Regions from separate parts of the Gossypium hirsutum genome. Here regions 2, 3 and 4 are each linked to region 1. Evidence: chromatin contacts called from public Hi-C data. All regions are on one chromosome and are shown on one strand. Each heading gives the region's core, a stretch centred on a gene start, on an enhancer-like site or on the middle of the called end of the contact. The rest is flanking DNA. Distances are from core to core; before and after follow the strand shown. Region 1 holds the start of LOC121203502 (probable transcriptional regulator SLK2). Region 2 holds the start of LOC107917531 (protein ROOT PRIMORDIUM DEFECTIVE 1). Region 3 holds the start of LOC107920342 (molybdate-anion transporter). Region 4 holds the start of LOC107952707 (homeobox-leucine zipper protein ANTHOCYANINLESS 2).

Region 1 (3,715 bases), core at 866-3,365:
CTTATCTATTTAAACTCAGGCTTTCATTTACATCAAAGTATATGAGTCATGTATACATAGTCTATTATCCACTCAGGATTAAGGTATGTCACACTATAAATGTCACAAGTGAATAGATTCGTAACGAATTTAGTATCTATACTACTTGGGTCCTGTCCGATGTATTATTTGTCTAGTCAGTCATATTTATGTCTCTGTCTTCTAGGAGTCATCCACTTCGATACCTAAGACAATGTATCTTCCCATTTAGACTTGATAAATGACATATATAATTTTCAATCGATTTACTCAATTCCGATTAAATTAAAGATGTGTTTAGATTATCTACTAATATAAGTTGTCTTTTCGAATTACGATCCGACCACGTAATTTCATTTAATATTAGTTTAAACATTAGATAATCAATGATTCAATATTTGCTTTCATTTTGCTTTGTGTGAAAAAAATGTTAAGGACATTATACAAAACATATCAATAATAGTGATGAATTTTTATTAAACCAATTTGTTCGAAAAATTACAAATATATAGACGGAATCACTACAATTAGGGCACTAAATCCAAACATAACATTCTACCAATTTTTTTAAAAATAAAAAATAGAATATTTAGTAGAATTTTTTTACATATATATATTTTAAAATATTGCGGTAATAACTTCGAATTAATTTCATCAATGTTTCTTTCATCGTGTAGAGAAGGATTTATTGATACTTACTAATAATAAAATATCGTTTCCTAAATTGAGTGAATTCATGTGTTTTGCTTTCTATAAAAAAACAATTTTTTAGTATTTTCCGAGACATCAGGAGATACAGAAAATTATTGTACTTTAAAAACTTAATTCACTCAAAAAATATAAGTGATTTATTTCAAGGGATCACAATTAAACATGAGATTTCCAACATTTGAATTTTGAATTTTTTTTTGACAACTGTGTAATTATAAATGTACCAATTTTGGATATGGTAGGGATGCTATAACTTGCTCTACGCGGAACCAACTCTCCATTTTTTTTTTTAGATTTTAACGTAGACTTTAAAATTATCAGTTTTAAAGAGGTTTTGAAATTTCTTTTTGAAAAAGTCACCGTTCACACCTAGCAAAAAAAAAAAAATTTTTGTGTTTTTCTTAAAGCTCAAAGTTTCATATTTTAATAAAATCGTTAACCTGATTTATTAATTTTTTAATTATTAACAGAAAATTGGTGGCTGCAGTTCTCTTAATCTGTGTTAGCGTTAATATTGCTTTTGTTTAATAAGTAAATCTTATGTTATTAGTGTTTGATCTGTTTTTGTTTCGAAATTGTATTCCAAAACTTGTTTTTTAATTCTTGTACTGCTTGTTGTACTGTTAATTTGCTTGGTTAAAAATTTAGGTCCTCTTTACGAAGTGTTCACACGCTTAAAACGGATCTACTCCAATAATAGGTTTTAAATTAGACCCGAAATGAATCTGAGCTTGAAAAATGAATTGGGATTCAAATTTAAAATTGATCAAGTAACCATTAGGCCTTAACAAACTGGGCCAAAGAAAATAAAAATCAAGTTCAATTTTGAACAATAAATGGCCCAATTCCAAGTATAGAAAATCTAAATAATCTCATAATTCAATAAAATCAAAGCTCAAAAAACTCGAAATTGTCTAGGCGGACATAATTTGTTGTTAACACTAATCATTTCCAGCTCTATCTTTTGACAAAAGCCTTCAATGTTCTTCGACACCATTTATTGTTGTCAGCTTTTAGATTGTCCACTATTTCACCAAAAATATGTTCAATTCGAAGGGAAAAAACAGGACCAATAAGCAACAAAGAGCGAACCCCCCCCAAAAAAATCATATTTAAAGTGGAATAAAAACATAACCCAAAATGACATCATCTCACGATATATCATAAGCCGCCTTGGGGGTCAACGAATGAGGTCTAGCCACGTTAGCTGCGAGCTCGCGTCGCCACTTTGCTATCTAACATCGACTTCGTTGTGCTATCAAGGGAAGGACACGTGTCCTCCTTGTGATACAACACATTCGGTGACGTAGGGCAAAATTACCGGTGCAGCCGGTAACTCCCTCTCTACCGTTCCCGCTAGGTATATAAGCAGACTTCTTGAAAACTCTCACTGAACTTTTTTTTCCCCAAATCAAGTCATTTAAAAAAAAAAAAACCAAAAACAGTAAAAAGTAACGTTTGCCTTTTCTATTGCGATTTTGAGGTAGTAGCTTCTCTCTTTTTCTTTAAGCAGTAATTTATTCTTCATTTTTTGTTAATAGTGTAAATCATATCATGAGTTCCAACTTTCTTTGATCGATCACTAAAAGCAGGAAAATTTACCGGTTTTTCATTTTCTTTTTTAATTTGAAGTGATTACTGCTGTTTAAGTTGCTATGAAGTTTTAATTATGGTTAATCTGTTGCTCCGAACTTTATTTTTGTAATTGGAATTCAATTACACTGAATTTTTAATGCGTGTAATCTATTTGATACTCAAGTTTAATTAGAATTTAATTAGTAGTTCGTTTCGTGATGTAGGTCTCGTGATTGCTGATATGTTCTTTTAAGGTAGAAGGGTTTTAGGTTTTCAGTTATACATTCTTGGCTTAGTGACTTGGGTCCAAAAATTAGGGTTTTTATTCAGGGGGTGTGTGGCTTTGGGAAGGGGGAGTTCAGGAAGTTCGTTTCCTTAAAATTGTGGAGATTAGGCTTGGAAAGCTTAGTGGATTTTTTTTTTTTTGTGTTTTCATTCTTGATTGATTTTGTCTTAGTGGAATAACGTTTGAAACGTTGTAACTTTGTTCTCTTGAAGCATGTGCAATTCGGATTCTAATTATTATCTGGTTTTTCTAGTATACATTGCTTTTAGATCTCTGCCAAATTGTTGAGGGCGCATTTGTTATCAGAAAGGCCTGGCTCTGGACAGCTATTTAAACTCCAGCCACCAGGGGGCAGTACATTCAATGGCACCTTCACGAGTAGCTGGAGGGTTAACTCAATCTTCCTCAAGTTCTGGAATTTTCTTCCAAGGAGATGGACAGTCCCAGGTTGTAGTTAACACTCGCTTGTGCTCACCTTATGAGAACTCATCTAATTTAATTCCTGGAACTGGGCATCCTAATCTGGCTCCTGTTTCGGGGGACATGAACAGTGCTGTCTTGAACAATGTGGCGAACTCAGGACCTAGTGTTGGGGCAAGTTCTTTTGTCAAAGATGCAAATTTGGCATTTTCAAGAGGTCCCCATTTGCAGAGAAGTGCTAGCATAAATGCAGATTCATATATGCGCCTGCCAGCATCGCCCATGTCGTTTTCTTCCAACAATATAAACATGTCAGGTTCATCGGTCATTGGTGGATCCTCTATTGGCCAGCGTGGCTCACATCAAGACCCCAGTGTCCAACAAATGCAGCAGAGTCAGCAGCTGCAGCAAGGGGCCTCAAGTGCTTCATCTTTGCCCATTTCACAAACTGGGCAAGTTTCACTTACTCTGGGTCCACGAGGCCCAGGGACTTTTGTGCAAGACCCTAATATTGTATCCCAGGTGCAGAAAAAAACTCGAGTAGATGTCAAGCAAGAAGACATTCTGCAGCAGCAGGTGTTGCAACAACTTCTGCAAAGACAGGATTCCATGCAGTTGCCAGGTCAAAACCCTCAATTACAAGCCTTGATCCAGCAGCAGAGACTTAGGCAACAACAAATGTTACAGTCAATGCCACCATTGCAG
Region 2 (3,715 bases), core at 856-3,355, 780 kb after region 1:
GATTATGCACTTCAAATAAATCCTTTATCATCTAAAACTCATATTTACCCACTTTTGCAATTAAGTCCTAATAGGCAATTTAGGCATGCAATCAATAAATTTTCTTATTAACACTCTAATACTTATATCTAATCACTCTATTAATCATAAAAATTAATAATAATTTTCTCTTTAAATCAGATTTGTGGTTACGAAACCACTATTTCGATAACCTTAAATTTGGGCCTTTACAAGTTGTCTTTCCTTATTACTATTTGACCATGTAATACCGCTTAGTATCAGTTAAACATTAAACAACCAATGAGTAACATTTGCTTCCATTGTGCTTTGCATGCAAAAATCATGTGAGGATAATATACAAAGTATTAATGTATTTTATGAATAATTTTATTAACCAATCTGTTCAAAAAAATTACAATTGTACTTAGACAAAAATACTACACTTAGGCACCAGATCCAACAAGTTGTAGCATCCCGTAACTCGAACATGACAATCAGGTCAGGAAGAGGTGTTACATTTAGGATAATAATTAGGATTTGGGTGGCTATATATAGTGTGTCCCCCTTGTAACTCATTAATTCATTCATTCTCTTTTGAGTTAATAAAGTTCTCTTTAAGTTTCTCTCTTCAAGAATTTCTCTTGAGTTTTCTTTTAGAAGAGTTTTAACAATCTTTTTAGATTTTGAGAATCATCTTTAAGCTTTTCTTGCCAGTGTATCTTTCTTGGAGGAGAAATTAGAGTTGTTTGAAAAGAGGTTATGGATTCATATTGTTTCCAAGGGTCCTTAGAACTTCTACATGCCATCTTTATCTTCTTCTATCTTTCTTCTTGCTTTTCTTTAGTTTTCCATTCGATTCTTGTTTTTTTTCTAATCTAATCTTTGTTTGATTTATTTATAGGTCTTAATCAACAAAGAGAAGATGTTCTCCCATCATTATACATCAAGAAACACTAAAAAATAGGAGTTTTTTTCTTTTCTTGTTAATTTGAAATTTTTTTGTTGCAAAACAATTTTTGTTTGGCTTAATTCTTCATTCTAATAAACTGCTTTGTTGATTGTGTTTCAGATCTAGTTGGAGGCCTTCTTTTGGTTCAAGAATGGTTTCTTCTCCCCTAATAAACCCTATTATATTCATTCTTAGACTTCTTGGCTGCCTTTTCTTATTTTGTTCTTTGATTTTCTTTTTATTCAATTTAATCAAAACTAATCTGTTTTTTTTTTCATATCTGAATTCGCAACCTCTTTTTCACCAAGATCAGTCCAAAGCACTCTTATTTGCTTGGATCTTCATCATACTCTGCTAGCTGAATCATCTTGGGTTACTATCTTATGTTTTTTCATTCGGTTCTTTGCTTTATTGTTCATATTTGTTTATAATTCATTGTTTTCTTATCTTGACAACCCTAATTCGGCTAGAACTCATTAAGAATAAGTCTTTACATAGCCGAATTGGACTGTTTCTCAAGAACCCTTATCTGATTCGAATTTCTCGCTCTTTTTCTTTCTTAATTACTTGTTTTAGTTGTTGCCCTTTTAATTATTAGATCTAACTTGGATTGTTTGCATTTTCAGGTTGTGTCAACCTCCAGTTTTCTTCATTCCTTTAGATTCTTAAACAAAATCTATGACTTAGATAAATTTACGATCATGTTCCGCACGCATCCTTATCAGAATCTCAGGGATGAATACACCGATTTAAGTTAAGAAAATTTTAACTATTAACAAAGAGATGTATGAGTTATACACCAAAATATAAATAGATTATTTGGTAATGTAACATTATCTCTATTCTATTATTAATAAAATAAAATTTCTCTATCTTTTGAACACAATTCTTGCATTAAATTATATTAGTGTCATATATTATTATTTTTAATAATGATATTTAAATTCATTACTTATATTATTTTTATAACATTTAAAATATAAATTAATTTATATTTTTAATTATTAAATATTATAAATTATAAATTAATTTAATATATTTTTATTGATATATACAACTAGTTGCCACATGGTACGACTAAAACACCTAGTTTTAACAAAACAAAGAATATGAGTGTAGCTAATTCAGAAAAAAAAAAGAAAAAAAGAAAATGAGTGTAGCTCAGGTTAGGCCTGGATTATTAGATTTGCTTTAAACCCACAATGAAGGCACCCCTATTTTGGATCCAGTCGAGTCCATATCACATTCGGCTTCTGGTTAAGAGACTCCTGAAAAGAGTCCGCCAAGTAACAGACGCCTTCTTTTTCGTTAGTTTCAAAATCTGTGCCACTTGCCGCAGCTCAAAAACCCTAAACCCGGAATCAATCAATCTCATACAATGCTGGTGTTCTTCTCTTACACTCGCAACCTCCTCAAACCCAGAAGCTCGTCGCCTCTCCCTTTCACCTCCATAATGCACATGTCCCAGTCCACCTCTATCCCTAAAAAACAGGACAGAGTACGCGACCACGGTTTCGACAACTACATGGAAGCGGAGAAAAAGACCCGGAAAGTCCTCAAATTCCAATCTCTCATTCTTTCCCAGCCAAGTCAAACCTTGCCCATCTCTCGTTTCGACTCTCTCGCTCGTCGCCTTGGTCTCGGCTTCAAAGAAAACGAAGCCGCTGCTTATCTCCTTAAATTCCCCCACGTTTTCGAAATCTACGAGCACCCTGTTCTCAGAATCCTCTTTTGCAGGCTAACCCAGAAGGCCCATCTCCAAATTGAGCAAGAAAAACAAGCACTCCATGCCCAGTTACCTGATGCCGTCACCCGGTTAAGGAAGTTGGTTATGATGTCGAACACGGGCCGTTTGAGACTGGAACACGTTCGGATTGCCAGGAAAGAATTTGGGTTGCCTGATGATTTTGAGTACTCGGTAATTCTCAAATACCCTGAATTTTTTAGATTGTTTGATGCTCGAGATGCAAGGAATAAGTACATTGAGATTGTTGAAAGAGATCCCGAGTTAGCTATTTGTGCCATAGAGAAAGTTAGAGAGAGAGAGTACAGAGAAAAAGGACTTGACGCTGAGGATGTTAGGTTCTCATTTCTTGTTAACTTTCCACCTGGATTTAAGATTGGTAAGTATTACAGGATTGCAGTTTGGAAGTGGCAACGGGTTCCGTATTGGTCGCCTTATGAGAACGTATCTGGTTATGACTTGAGGTCATTGGAAGCTCTGAAGAGGATGGAAAAGAGGGCAGTGGCAACTATTCATGAGTTGTTGTCATTGACTGTGGAGAAGAAGATTTCTTTGGAGAGGATTGCGCATTTTAGGATGGCGATGAATTTGCCTAAAAAGTTGAAGGATTTTCTGCTTCAGCATCAGGGAATATTTTATGTTTCAACTAGGGGGAATTATGGGAAGCTTCATACAGTGTTTCTTAGGGAAGCTTATAGGAAGGGGGAGTTAATTGAGCCAAATGATTTGTATTTGGCGAGAAGGAAGTTGGGCGAGTTAGTTTTGCTAAGCTCTAGGAAGGCAAAGGTGGATAAGGAACTGGTTAGCTATAGGAGGGATACGGAAGTTGATGACATCGTGTGTGTTAGACCAGACTATATGGAAAATGACGTGAAAGATTTTGGGGTTGAATATGAAATAGAGCACGATGGAAGAAGGGAAGGATATAGTTTAGATTCTGATTTTGTTTCTGATGACATAGATGAGGCTGAAGATTTGGATGAAAAGGAGGATACTGTTTAAGTGAATGACAAGGCCTAAAT
Region 3 (3,715 bases), core at 889-3,388, 700 kb before region 1:
TCGAAAATGTTAATGACAACCATTGTTGCTCAAAGCCCCTCTGCAAAGATTAGAAGCACAAACAGAATTGTCAAAACATAATTAAATTTAAAGGATCTATTGACATTAATTGTGCATAAAGGCTCATAGACGAATGTGGATAAACAGAACTAGATGGTTCGTGCTTTACCATCTGGGGAAACGATGATGGAAAATTTAAGAATTGAAGTTTAGTATATTCCTATGTATCATGTACAATATGATAGATGTAAACTAAGTATTTCAACACTGTTGGGAAACAACCTGACAGGGAGCAACATACAGCATCTATAATACTAGAAATAAGGGTGAAGGTCATAAGAGAATACATCTATAATGTTTATAAGTCCACCTAATAAGCATTAAGAGTAAAGGGGGATAGATGAAATGCCTCACCTTATTATGTTCAGCAACAAGCCATGACTCAAATGCTGAAAACAGAAGAGAGGTAGCAATACCTCCCAAAACACGACCTATCATCAAAACTTTGTATTCAGGAGAATGCTTGGTGATGCAGCTAAGTATGTAAGTTATGCAGTATGTAACGCATGCCCTCCTCCTGCCCCTGAATTGAAAAAATGAAGGTATTTTTGTATCATGACAAGAAACTTCATCCATAAAGCACAATATATCACAACAGAAGCCAAAGTAAAAGCTTACTGTTTGTCAGCTAGAGATCCAACAATTGTCCCAAACAACATGGAAGAGCCAAAACCAGCAATAAAAAGCTGTCCGATCTCCCCTTTTCCAAATCCATATGTACTGTACAGATAGTAAACATATGGACCCTGAAGCCAGTCTCCAGCTATTGACACATAACCATTTATTAGAACAGCAAGCTAGAATATGCCCAATTACCACAATATAAGAATGTTAATCTTTCACAATTACCAGAAAAAATAACTACAGATACGATCATACCTCAGAACAAATGTCGTGCATTACACTAATGAAGCTACATGTTTATTATGCATATTAATCAAAGAAAGACTTGCTAAAGTGCTAACCTTTTTTTTTTTTCACGGCATTTTCAAATGCTAGCTTAACAGCAAATTTTGATACAATAAGTCAAATTACTGACCAGTTGCATCCCAAGGAGACAACTAGAAAGCGCCATCACTCCTTCTATTACCAAGAAACTAATTCAAGGGTTTAATGCAACTTTATTTAGCTTTCAGCTAGTTTTACTATCTAAGGAAAAAAATCTTAATGGGGCAGACTAAACTCGGCAGAAGTAGACTTTACTCAAGCTCCAAGAAAATAGACTTAATTCTCAATTTTTTTTTCAAGACCATCATCAATAAGAGGGCCTAGAACCCAAGCAATAGCGACCTGTCTCAGACCCACCGAAAAAAAAACCAAATCCATCGTCTCAACCAGAAAACAGAAACGGACTAAAAATCGACATACAACTTATAGGAAGTCATTTTCAAGTACTAATTCCTTGTCTTTTACAAGCTAAATCAAATGAATGAATCCCGTTTTCCATTTCCAAAGCAAATAGAAACAGTATTGTTCAAAGTAGTCATTAATGACAAGAACATTATCCACCAAAACGGGAAAAAATAACAAAAACTAGCAAATCTAGGAAATGGGTATCTAAATTCATTAAAAAAGTCCAACAATAGATCAGATCCATGTTAATGTAAAACAAAAAAAAAAAGTGAGATCCAAAGATAGAAATGGAAATCAGATCTGGGTAAAACGAAACGAGGGTAGTTAGTTACCCATCATGAGAGAGTAGACAAGAAGGTAATTGTTCTTGAAGGAATTGAAAGCAGGGGACGTGTTGGTTCGGTCCTTGCTGGTCTTGCTTAGCTCTAATGCGGCCACCACCGCTCCCAATGCCCCGAACACGACGAAGTAGAACAGCTCCATTGCTGCTGCCTGGCCCTCCAACGCAAATTACTAAGAGAGATATGAGATATACCCAGCAAGAAAAAATGATGGATATTGGGTTTCTATTTCCTGCACATGCCTCTGCTTCAGTGGCTTCTTTTTGGAGTGTCCTTAGTTGTTGTACATTTGATTTAATCATTAAAAAGAGTGAGGTACAATGACGAGTGCGTGGTGGGAGAACTTGTGAGGATGAGTAAATATTAGATGAAAACCGCGAAAGACGAGCTTTTAACATTTGGGTCACTTTTTAGGTGGACTTTTTGGTTTTAGGTCCGACACGTGGCGGGATTGGGTTGTCTCATATGAAGAGTAACAAGGAGGACATGTCGGTGGGTTAAGATCTATGGACAACGCGTCTTGGATCTTCAACGAGGATCAAATGAAGTGGGCCCCTTCTGTGGGCCCTTGGATCACATTGTGGGGTGAAGATATTTATTTTAGTATTTTTTTATAGATAACATAATTAAATTTTTATTAATAAAAAATAATAAATGTTGATATATAAAATTATTACCTAATAATATATCTCCATGCATTTTTGAAAAACATAATATTTTAGGTTTCACAAATCTTACATTATTTATGTAGATTGATACATTTCTAACTTTATATTGAATTATGGTTTCATTACTAGCTTTTATTGGATGTTTCATAGGTTCCTATTTTTCTAAAAGAATGACATTTTTTCTACAACTATTAGTTGTAGCTCTAGTATCTAATAAAGCATGTAAATAATATATTTTAAATTCTTTAAATTGAAGTGTAATTTCAATATATGTGTAATATTTCCTAGACTGGAAATTTGAAAATATAATTACATCACTTATTCCAAGTTTCATTTGTTGGATTATTATCGAAGTTTGTATTTCTTTCATTCTAGTGTTTCTAGAAAATACAGAGTTTCTACTTGGTTCTGTGGGAAAAATAGGAATTGAACTGTTTTCATTCTTATCGGTGTTGAAGATATAAAACTTCTACTTGGGTTTTCCTCATCTTCCTCTATTTGAGTATTTAAGGGTAAAACCAAATTATCATTTGTATTTGTTATAGCTGTATTTTTAAAATATAATTTATCACCGAACGACATATATTCTATTGTACTTACGGGTTTAGAAGTACTTGCACTACTTATCCTATCTATTATCCAATCTCTAGGTATTGATAAATCTCTTAAATGCAATAAGTAGATATGTAGTTTCTTGATCTTTTTTATCAGTATATCCACAAAATTCTATTTTTAGAATAAAAGTTAACTTTTTTAATAAATTTCTAGGAGTTTCAATCTAGTTGATTAACTGCCCTTTCTGTTCTCTTCCTTTTTCTGATTCTTCCCATCTTCTTAAGAATTGTAAAACATCTCCTTGAAATGTTCCAACAAAGTAGTTTAAAATTTTTTCTTTTGACCACATGTTGTTGTTAACAACTATAGTCATAGATTGTGCCCAATCATCTATGGTTTTTTCATAGTTTGCTATAGGAATATTAGTTAGATCTAAATATATTCCTCCTTGGGCAACATTTCTTTTGTTTAAATCATCTATTCTATGTGGGACTGGTTGAGTAGATGATTCTCCTAAATTCTAAAATTTTATTTCATTAGTAGCAATATTTTCAGTTTGATTACCAAAAATCCTACTTGTATTTTCAACTTGTAAATAGTTTTTATGAAAATATCTTAAATAATCATCTTTTTGAAGATCCGGCTCTATTTTTCTTTTTCCATGAGGATTATAATTTGTTTGATCAGTATCCATTGGTTTTGGTATTTCTATATTTTCTTCTTCATCTGTTGAAGTAT
Region 4 (3,715 bases), core at 691-3,190, 620 kb after region 1:
ATATTTTAATAATTATTTTTGAATTTTTAAAATTTTAAAAAATAATCAACTGCTAATGTGGCATCCACGTGTGTGCCATGTTAACAGACTTTAACTTTTCCATTCATCTTATAGTAATTTGACAAATAATGTAAGTTTAAGAGTTAAAGGCGAAAAATTAAATGCAATGCTAAAATGACTATTTTTTAAATATAAAATTGGGGGTCCAAATAATACATTATGTTTAAAAAAATACTATGTAAATTAGTGTATCCGTGTTGTATCTTTGTATATGTTTTATTCAATAACATTTACTTAAACATATAATATAAAAAAATAATTGTGTTTTAGTTATTTGAGTTTTATCTTAATTGGTATTGACATTGTTGCTAGTGCAGGAAGTTGTGGGTTTGAGTCTGTTGAAGCGCATTAATTATTCTCCTAGTTAAGGGTTGAGGATGAGCTATAAGTAGTTTTATGCATTGTATAAAAAAGAACAGATATGATAAAAACCTATAATGAAATTAAAGTTTAAAAAATAATCGTGATTCATTAATTGTATTTAAAAATGTGATTTTTATTATTCAAAAGAATGTTATTTTTATGAAATTATTTTATTTTTATTAAAAGTTTTATACATATGATGATGAGTCCTAACTTATTAAATAATTTAAATAATTCAATAGCTTAAAAAATATAATAAACCAACAAGTAGGGGTATTTAAATGGTTAACCGAATTGAACTAGTATTAGCTGAATTAACTGAATTTTTGAATCTTTTAATCGTTAATTAAACCGAATTTTTTTCAAAAAAATTAACCGAACCAAAATATTTCAATTAATCGAATTAATCGAAATTTATATTTTTTGGTCAAAACAAGTATAAAACATATCAAAAAATAAATTATAATATTCATTTAACTGAATTATCCAAATTAAAACTACATGTAATTTGTATTATTAATTATTAAGTTCGGTTAATTCGATTAATTACCCGATTTCGAATTGAATTAACCGATAACTGAACTTTCAAAAAAATCATTAATCGACCTTCGTCCAAATTAGATCAATTAATCGACTGATTAACTAAATTAGATTGGTTTGATTGATTAATTTAGTTCTAATCAAAATTTAAACACTCTTACTAAAATTAATCGATTGATTAACTAAATTAAATTGATTTGATTAATTAATTTAGTTTTAATCGAAATTTAAACCCTCATTATAATAAGAAGAATATAAAACTTTTAAGGAAATAATATTAGCTGGAATTTTTAAAACGATACTATTAAAAAATAATTATAAACTTTTAAGTATAAACTGTAAAATTTACTTGTAAAAGATAAAAATATTATAATGAAAAGATGTACCAAACATATCTATCTTAGAAAATGATATAATAAGAGTTTAGTGAACGTTTCCTCCAATAATTGCTTTGATTTTCTTAAGCTTAGGGAAATTGAAGTGACAATAAAACTTAAGACAATCTTAAAATCAAAACCAAATCTTAAGTCAGATATATTTGTAAAATTAAAATTTTAAAAAGAAAAATAAAAAATGAGTTGTCGTCCAAATCAGGGTTACAACAGAGGCCAACTATCACTGCCGAATTAGATTTAGGAATCTAGACCCTGTCCCCATCTATATTTGCAGAAGTACCGTATTGACCCTAAACAGTACCCAGAATGCCCAGAATTTTATCTCAGCTTTTACGTGTCATTTTGGGATAGGTTCCATTCGTAAAGTGTATAGGCGGGCGTAGAGAGTATCGAGCACACAGGATTTAAACTCGTCCAGAAACTACGAGTGTCGCGCACAGACACAAGCGCGGGGGTAGCGCGTGAAAGGCGGATATCCCAAAACGGCAAAACCCGGTTTTGGGAGGTAGTGGGTCCCACACTGCATTAAGCTCTTGATTTCCTCTTTATATTAATTAAATATCATATTTACGGGGAAGACAAAGGGAGAAAAAAGAAGAGGAAGAAAATACCATCAAAATTGAAAATTAAAGGGAAAAAAAGACAGAGAGAATGAGAGATCGCTACAGTCTTCATTAGGGTTTATAAGATCGAGAGTTTTTTTCCTTTTCATTTGATATTAAACAAAGGATTAACGAGTTTGACTATTGATTTTCTCTCCCTTTTTCTTTGTAAAGTCAGCTTGCAGTATCTTCACAGCTTCCAACGATCCAACCACCATTATAATTAGTAGTGATTTTTTTTGGGGTTCTTTTAATCTAAAATAAAGAAAAAGAAAAGCTTTCATATATTTTATTATATACTTTGTCCTTTTTACTTCTTTGTACAGATCCCAACAGTTAAATAGAGAGAGAGAGAAGGATCTGATAACCTGTATCTGTTCCACTCTGTTCAAAAACACTGACCTTTGCCCACTGTCAAAATAAAAATAAAAAAGGTACTAGCTTTTTCTGGGTTTGGGTTCTTGTTTTTGTGCATTTATTTCTTACAGCCTGTTTATTTTCTTTACTTGCACTGGAAGATAGAGAGAGGGGAAAAAAAAGAGAAAGAGGTCAACTGGGTTTTTTCATGCCTTTGATTCTGGTTATTGCTACGTCATATGGTGTTTGAATAGTGTGAATGTGAAAGAGATAAGCTTTGCCTTTTTGTGTTTTTGGTTTTGCTTTTTCCTTTTCTCTGTGGGTCCTTTTCAATTTTGTCAAATATGCTGACAAACAATTGGTCAAGCATGATGCTGTGAAAATTTAGGGTTTTCATATTTGTCAGTGTTTCCATGGAGTTTTTTCAGGGATTTCCCTGGCTGAGACGCTGGACTTAGGTAAAGACATAAAAGAGAAGGTGTGAACTCGTTGTTTCTTATTATTATTATTACAAGATTAAAAGGTGGTCTCTCTTGTCCTGTTCCTCCACTGTTTTCTCTCTCTTAAACTGACTTTTTTTGAGAGAGAGAACGATATATTAGTTTTTTAGAGCAAGAGAGAGAGGTGTCATGCATGGGCGTTGACAAGGTAGACAGCCTTGTCATTCTGTATTTGTTGAGATGAAATTGTCAAAAAGGTTTTAGACTTTAGCTCAATCTGGGTATTGTTTTGTAAGGTCAAATTAATGGATAAGAAAGCGAAACAAAACTGAAGCACAACCTTGTGAAAGTGATAGTGACCGTTTCAATCAACATAGAAAAACAGACGCCATGAAATAATAGAGGGAGTGTGAGATTAAAAATAATTGGTTTCTGTCTCTTTTTTCCTAATTTAATGAGTTTTGGGGGTTTGATCAAGAGTAGTAGCAGCAGTGACAGTGGTAGTTCGGGTGCAAGGGTGGTTGTGGCTGATTTTGTTCCACAAAACAGCATGCTAAGTTATGCCATTGTTGAGCCACCTCTTCTCACCCAACATATTCCCATATCTATGCTAAGCTCTCCCTCACTTTCTCTCTCATATGTACTGTCTCATCTCCCTCCCCCTCCCCCCCCATCTCTCTCTCTCTTTCTCTCTCTCTCTCTCTAGTGCATTGTCCTTCAATTAATTTATTACCTACTTTTTTTTTCTGAGCTTTGCTGTGTGCTTGTTATTATTTTTAAGATGGGTCATTTATTAGGGGGACTTGGTTTTGGTGCAGAAAAGAATGGATGGTCATGGTGAGATGGGGCTGATTGGGGAAAACTTTGATCCGGGTTTTGTTGGGAGGATGAAGGAAGACGGATACGAGATTAGGTCTGAAAGTGATAATTTTGATGTTGCTTCCGGTGATGATCAGGA

The links. A called contact is a pair of places that touch in the nucleus more often than the background predicts.
Region 2: a contact with region 1 is called in a Hi-C map of hypocotyl, with 3 times the contacts expected there. The contact joins the promoter of LOC107917531 here to the promoter of LOC121203502 in region 1. A contact is called at or near these places in 3 of 34 Hi-C or Micro-C datasets (hypocotyl and leaf).
Region 3: a contact with region 1 is called in a Hi-C map of hypocotyl, with 3 times the contacts expected there. The contact joins the promoter of LOC107920342 here to the promoter of LOC121203502 in region 1. A contact is called at or near these places in 4 of 34 Hi-C or Micro-C datasets (hypocotyl and leaf).
Region 4: a contact with region 1 is called in a Hi-C map of leaf, with 1.7 times the contacts expected there. The contact joins the promoter of LOC107952707 here to the promoter of LOC121203502 in region 1. A contact is called at or near these places in 5 of 34 Hi-C or Micro-C datasets (callus and leaf).

What each region holds. Positions count from the first base shown.
Region 1 is chrD08:34,799,285-34,802,999 of Gossypium_hirsutum_v2.1, forward strand. It overlaps LOC121203502 (probable transcriptional regulator SLK2), which reads left to right and starts at 2,116. Exons shown (of 10, transcript XM_041100130.1): 1 at 2,116-2,212; 2 at 2,844-3,715. The coding sequence starts at 2,954.
Region 2 is chrD08:35,574,989-35,578,703 of Gossypium_hirsutum_v2.1, forward strand. LOC107917531 (protein ROOT PRIMORDIUM DEFECTIVE 1) reads left to right here and starts at 2,106. Exons shown (of 4, transcript XM_016846873.2): 1 at 2,106-3,715. The coding sequence starts at 2,328. The coding sequence ends at 3,695.
Region 3 is chrD08:34,098,958-34,102,672 of Gossypium_hirsutum_v2.1, forward strand. It overlaps LOC107920342 (molybdate-anion transporter), which reads right to left and starts at 2,139. Exons shown (of 8, transcript XM_016850007.2): 1 at 1,746-2,139; 2 at 679-823; 3 at 415-583; 4 at 1-40. The coding sequence starts at 1,896.
Region 4 is chrD08:35,414,678-35,418,392 of Gossypium_hirsutum_v2.1, forward strand. It overlaps LOC107952707 (homeobox-leucine zipper protein ANTHOCYANINLESS 2), which reads left to right and starts at 1,941. Exons shown (of 9, transcript XM_016887869.2): 1 at 1,941-2,394; 2 at 3,581-3,715. The coding sequence starts at 3,582.